2 separate regions of the Mus musculus genome follow, and region 2 is linked to region 1. The links are chromatin contacts, called in public Hi-C maps. All regions are on one chromosome and are shown on one strand. The core of a region is the stretch at or near the end of the contact, and the rest is flanking DNA. Distances in the headings are between cores, read along the strand shown. Region 1 holds the start of Slk (STE20-like kinase). Region 2 holds the start of Add3 (adducin 3 (gamma)).

Region 1 (2,700 bases), core at 186-2,685:
GTGGTATTCACTCATTTCCTGGTCTGCTTTCTACACCTACCCTGGAATGTGGCCCTGCTCTTGGTCACCTTGATGGGTGACCCCGCCTCTGCCTCCCCGCCCCCCTCCTCCCCAAAGGGCTTCTGTCAGGTGGAGGAGGGGGACGGTAAATCATTTGACAGACTCCAGGCGACACCCACATAGCCCCAGCAAATCTGGAATCCCCGGCTGGATTAGCTCAGGTGAGACTCAGGAAGGGCGGCACCAGTTTTCTGGCTGTGGAGGTGACCCAGAGGTTATCCTTAAGGGAGTGTCACCACTCCAGAAGCCGATCTTAAACAATTTCCTTTTTATTTTTTGAGACAGGGCTTTTTTCTGTAGCCCAGGCTGGTCTCGAACTCGTTATCATTCGTTGGCAGCTTCCCCAGGGCTCCACCACACCTACCTTTTAAACAATTTTTTTTTACAACCTATGTTTGCACTACCTTCATATTGAGTAAATATTGTGCACTTGCTGGTGCAAGCCCTGTGCAAAGGGTTTCCATTTATTGTCTCTTTTGATCTATGCCGCAACGTTTCAGTAAGGACTATGGAGATCATAGGAATGGGGACTCGGATGCTGTATTCAAAGTCACTGAACTATGGCTCAAAGCCCAGGCTCCCGGCTTTCCCTCTCCCTGGACTCTTGTATGAGTTCCGAAGCGGAAACAGTGCACTTTCAGGCACCCACAAGCATAGCCTGCTTTCCCGCGTCCCCCTTGTGCAGAATGAGGCAACATCCGCCAGCGCAATCAACAGGGTCGCGCCGAAGGAGACCTGGCCAACGACGTCGTGGAGCCACCCGGCTCGGGCTCGCAGAGGTCAACGCAAAACCCTCGAGGAGGATGGAAGCGCTCAAGCCTCCACCACACCTCCCGCCGCAGGCGCCACCGAGCCGCCGCGCCGCCAGCCCGGCGGAGCCAGCGCGCGTGCGCGGGGCCAGAGGGTACGCCCTCGCGAGCGCGCGGGGAGCGGGGCGCGTCACCGCGCGGGCGAGCGCGCGCGCGGCCGAGGAGCTCGGGCGCGCTGCGAGACGGCGTCGGCGTCCGTGCGCGCTGCGGGCCGAGGCTGTGTGGGCTGAGGCGACGAGCGAGGCAGCGGCGCCCCAGAGCCGAGGGGACGCGCGGGTGTCGCGCAGTGGGAGCGGACGCTTCGGAGCAGACGTGGGGCCCCGGCGGGAGAGCTTGGCTTCGCCGCTACGCGCCTGCCGGGCGCCGGCCGCTTCCCGGGTCCGGAGCGGCCGCCGCCCCGGGAGACGCGCGGTGACACGGGCCTAAGGCGCCGCGGGCCGCGGGCGTCCGCGCCGCTCGGACCCGTGCGGCCCGGTGCGGGCCGGGGACGAGCGCCGGGGCAGGTGCAGCCCCCGGGGCCCGCGAGCGAGGTGCCCACCGTGCCGCTCGGCCCGTCCCGGCTCGCGGCGGCCGCGCGCCCCACTCCGGGGCCGGAGCCCGGTCGGCGCCCCGCCTTCTCCGGGGAGCGCCCGGCGGGAGCGGCCCGGACCCCGGGCTCGCGCGGGAGACGACGCGCCACAAACTTTGCCTTTTATTGTTCCTAGCCCTTTAAGGGCAAGGGGCTCTGCTGGGCTTGGAAAAATGTCCTTCTTCAATTTCCGTAAGATCTTCAAGTTGGGGAGCGAGAAGAAGAAGAAACAGTACGAACACGTGAAGAGAGACCTGAACCCCGAAGAGTTTTGGGAGATTATTGGAGAACTGGGCGACGGAGCCTTCGGGAAAGTCTATAAGGTAAGAGGGGGAAAACGGGAAGTTGGCTTAGGAGGAGATGAAACGGCCGCCTGTCCGGAGTGGCACGAGGACTTCACCCCAGCAGCCCTTCCCGTGACTTGCCCGCTCCTTGGCTTTGTAGGTTGAAACTTCAGCTCAGCATCCAAGCCGTTACGGAATACCGTGGGGCCGGATGCAGTTTCAGGAGTGATGGGTCTGCAGTCTAAACCCTGTCAAACTTCCGAATTTAATGGGAGGAGCGGGTGGTTGCGGCCCGGCCCTCGAGTCTTTTAAAATCGGAAACTCGTTAGCTTCTTTCTCCCTGTGCTGATGTTTGTTTACTAGTGGCGTTTGCATGTGTGCATGAAACAGGTAACTTTTTGGAGATGGGGACAGTATGTATAATTCAGATAAAACGAGCAAAAGGTGCCTGGCCAGCATGGAGCCCGTTCTTGAGTTGGTTGCTTGGCCACATGGGATGGAATTTCTGACAACATTTCCAGGAGATCTTCATTTCATCCTAGTTTTGAAATTCGATAAGCATTGGCTAGAAGGCAATACCAGTGCTTGAGGAATCAGAAAACTACACGAGTATTTATGTATTTCAATAGAGGTTTGATGTTTCTACACAAAGGTGTGAATGTTAACTGTTTACCCTGTCCTAGGAAGTATATGAATGATGTCATTGGAATATTTACTTCCTGAAGGGCGAGGTTTTTATGAGCCACAGTTTAGGGGTAGGACCCACTGGTTGCCTAGAATTGAAAACATAGATTCAAGACTTTCCATTCTCACATAATTTGTATCGTATAAAAGTCCTGAGAAGTGGCAGTGTCCACCTGCTCATGGAGGGAGACAGTGAAGCTCACAGACAGTTCATGGCCACCATGATTCAGTGTAGCCTTGAACTCAGGCCTCTGTGCCCATATGTAGTAGTGTCTTTTTACTTTTAATTCCATTC
Region 2 (2,700 bases), core at 58-2,557, 5.6 Mb after region 1:
CGGGAGATAAGGGTGGGGAAATGAAGTTTGCTGTGTGTGTTAGGGTGGGGTTAACCCCAGGGACCATGAATCACTAGAATGGTGTTGGGAGGAGTGTGCTTGAGGGTGAATTCGTGCAGTGGAGAGGGCATGTGTGCCGGAGTGGTGTGCAAGTCGTGGGTGGCAGAGGAGAGCAGCGAGCGTGTGCCTGGAGGTCTATTTCGAGAATAGGTTGGGGTGAGAAACCCGTCTGGGAGGCGGGGGTGGGCAGCCCAGTGTCACCTGTGGAGGGATCCCCGACTCTGCAAATGAGTGTTGCAAAGTTTGCCTGGCTTTAGACAGATTTTGAAGGCTGCTGGCGGAGCCTAGACTTTTCATCTCCCAAGAGGTCAGCTCTCAGAAGGTTTAAGAGGCAATTAGCCAAAGTAGGAGTGCAGAGTTTGGGCTGGTCCAAATGAATATAAAGGCCCTTGCCCCGTCCCTCTGTGGGAGTGAGTGAAGGCGGGAGGCTCCCCCAAACGCAAATATGCTGAAGAGAAAATCGAGGCCCCCTCCTGTGGGAGCCGAGCTGAAGTCCAACTATTGTGGCCTCTCCCCCCAAAAACCCAGCGGCCTCAGTGGGCCACAGAAGCTCAATCTGAAAGCTACGGCTCAGCTGAGATTCACTGGGTGGGGGAAGCACGTTAGGACTGGGGAGGTAGATGTTTCCGTGGCGTCACCCTCCCACTCTCAATCGGGTTTCTCTCGGGGTCGTTTCCTTCTCCGGCAGCGGATCGGAGCTGCACTGAGGGAGGAAGACCTTGCAGAGGCGCCAGGCAGGCGCCCTGCAACAGGCCCTCCGCCTGCGGAGCACGTAGGCCCCCACTGCCGCAGCTGCACGGATACGGAGCTTGCAGCTCGAAGGGGGGCCTCGAGGGGCGGGGCCAGAGATCTCAAGGGGCAGCAGAGGCGGGGCCTGGACCTGCGAGAGCCTGTTGGGGGCGTGGCCTATTAGGAGCGGAGCAAAAACGCTGGGCTGGCGAAGGGCGGAACCAGGGGCACGCTTTTGAGCTACGAGGGCCCAGCCCGTACTGGGCGGAGTGAAGGCTGCTGGGGCGTGGCCTATAAGAGGCGGGGCTAGAGCTCTCGGGCCATGGGGCGGGGCCTTGAAGCTGGGGTACTAGAAGGGTCAAGCCTGTAGAGGGCGGAATCAAGAGCCCTGAGGCGTGGCCTGTGGTAGGCGGGGCCAAGGCGTTCAGGCCTGTGGGGCGGGGCCTTCGGGGTGCTAAGCGAGACTAAGCCTGTAGGGGGCGGAGTCCTGGACCCTGTGGAGGCGGAGCCCAAGGGGCGGGCCAGAGGGCGTTCGTGGGGAGTTCGGCTGGTCCCGCCAGAGCGCGAGGCGCCCGCCGGTAACGGTCGTGCGGGCGAGGGGCTGGAGGGAGAGGAAAGGGCTTTAAATGATGTTTTGAAGCAGCGAGAGCTAGACGCGTCGGCGACCAGGTGTCGCCACTTCCCGCTGCCGAGGGCTCGGCGTCCAGGTCCTGCGTCTCCACGCCCCCTCCCTTCCCGGCCCTCTCCTCGGGAACCGAGCGAGCGACGTTAAGAGGCGGCTGCGGCGGACCGGGCGGCCGCTGCAGCCCGGCGGTGGCGAAGGAGTGGGCACAAAGCCGGCTGCGCTGCGAGGTAATCCTGCGGGAGCGGAGGGCCCGGGGTCCCGCCGCGCTTCCCACGCCGAGGGGGCTTCGGACTGGCTGGCCGCGCGGCCTCAGGTGAACCGTGCTCGGGGCGGGAACGCGAGCCCCACGGGGCCGAGGAGTGCAGACCTGGGGGCGAGGAGTCGGGGTGCGGCGCCGCAGAGTGGGCCGGGACTCACCCGGGCGTCCCCGGCTTCCCCCAGCGAGGGCGTGGGATTGCAAAATCCTGTTCTGCGGGGAGCCTTGCTGACCCCGAAGGTGCTCGCGGGGACGGTGGGAGGTTCCCGCGCTTGGAGAAGGTGGAAGAAGACCGTGTTGATTTGTTGTTTTCTTTTTTCTTCTTCTTTTTTTTTTACCCCCTCGTGGCTTAAGAAACTTCAGTCACAAGTTGAAATTGTTCAACCACTTTATCTAATCAGTGTGACCCTCCCCAGCACACACACACTAAAAGTGCGCACGAGCACGCGCGCGCGCGCGCACACACACACACACACACACACACACACACACACACACTATAACCTTTCAAGCATTCCTGATACTTTATTCTTCCTTGCGGGGTGACAGCCCAGTTGGCAGCAGATTTGGTTTGCTGGTGTTTGGGGCACTTCCAACCTCTTTGGAGGTATGTAATAGCTGAGGCAAGGCCACTATTAAACCAGGCCTCTATTAAAATGACAAGAATGGCCTCAGGTGAACTTTTTTTGTTGCAGAGATTTAATTGCAAGTAGATGCCCGTTTAAAGTGGGAGTGTAAGGAAAACCACTAAATATCCTTGGCACATGTGCTCTTGGAATTGACTTTGCTAGAGTGGTGTGGGATTTAGCTCAGCCAAGAGGCTTTGAGTGAGGATTAGGAGCCAGGCTCAGGAAGGAATTGATAAGACTCTGGGGCTTGGGATGAGCTACATAAACATGTGTGAGTTCTTTACAGTGATTTATAAAATTATAGAAATTTTAGAGTTAGCAGTATGAAATGATTGCCTTTCTTAGAATGGACTCCATCCTCAGTGTGCTGAACATGTACTGATTTGGGTTTTGGCAGACTT

The links. Hi-C and Micro-C count contacts between places; a contact is called where the count stands out from the background.
Region 2: a contact with region 1 is called in a Hi-C map of B cells, with 5 read pairs. The contact joins the promoter of Add3 here to the promoter of Slk in region 1. A contact is called at or near these places in 1 of 39 promoter capture datasets (cranial neural crest) and 1 of 484 Hi-C or Micro-C datasets (B cells).

The regions. Positions count from the first base shown.
Region 1 is chr19:47,578,584-47,581,283 of GRCm38.p6, forward strand. Slk (STE20-like kinase) reads left to right here and starts at 1,436. Exons shown (of 18, transcript NM_001164639.1): 1 at 1,436-1,760. The coding sequence starts at 1,611.
Region 2 is chr19:53,141,449-53,144,148 of GRCm38.p6, forward strand. Add3 (adducin 3 (gamma)) reads left to right here and starts at 1,308. Exons shown (of 15, transcript NM_001277100.1): 1 at 1,308-1,641.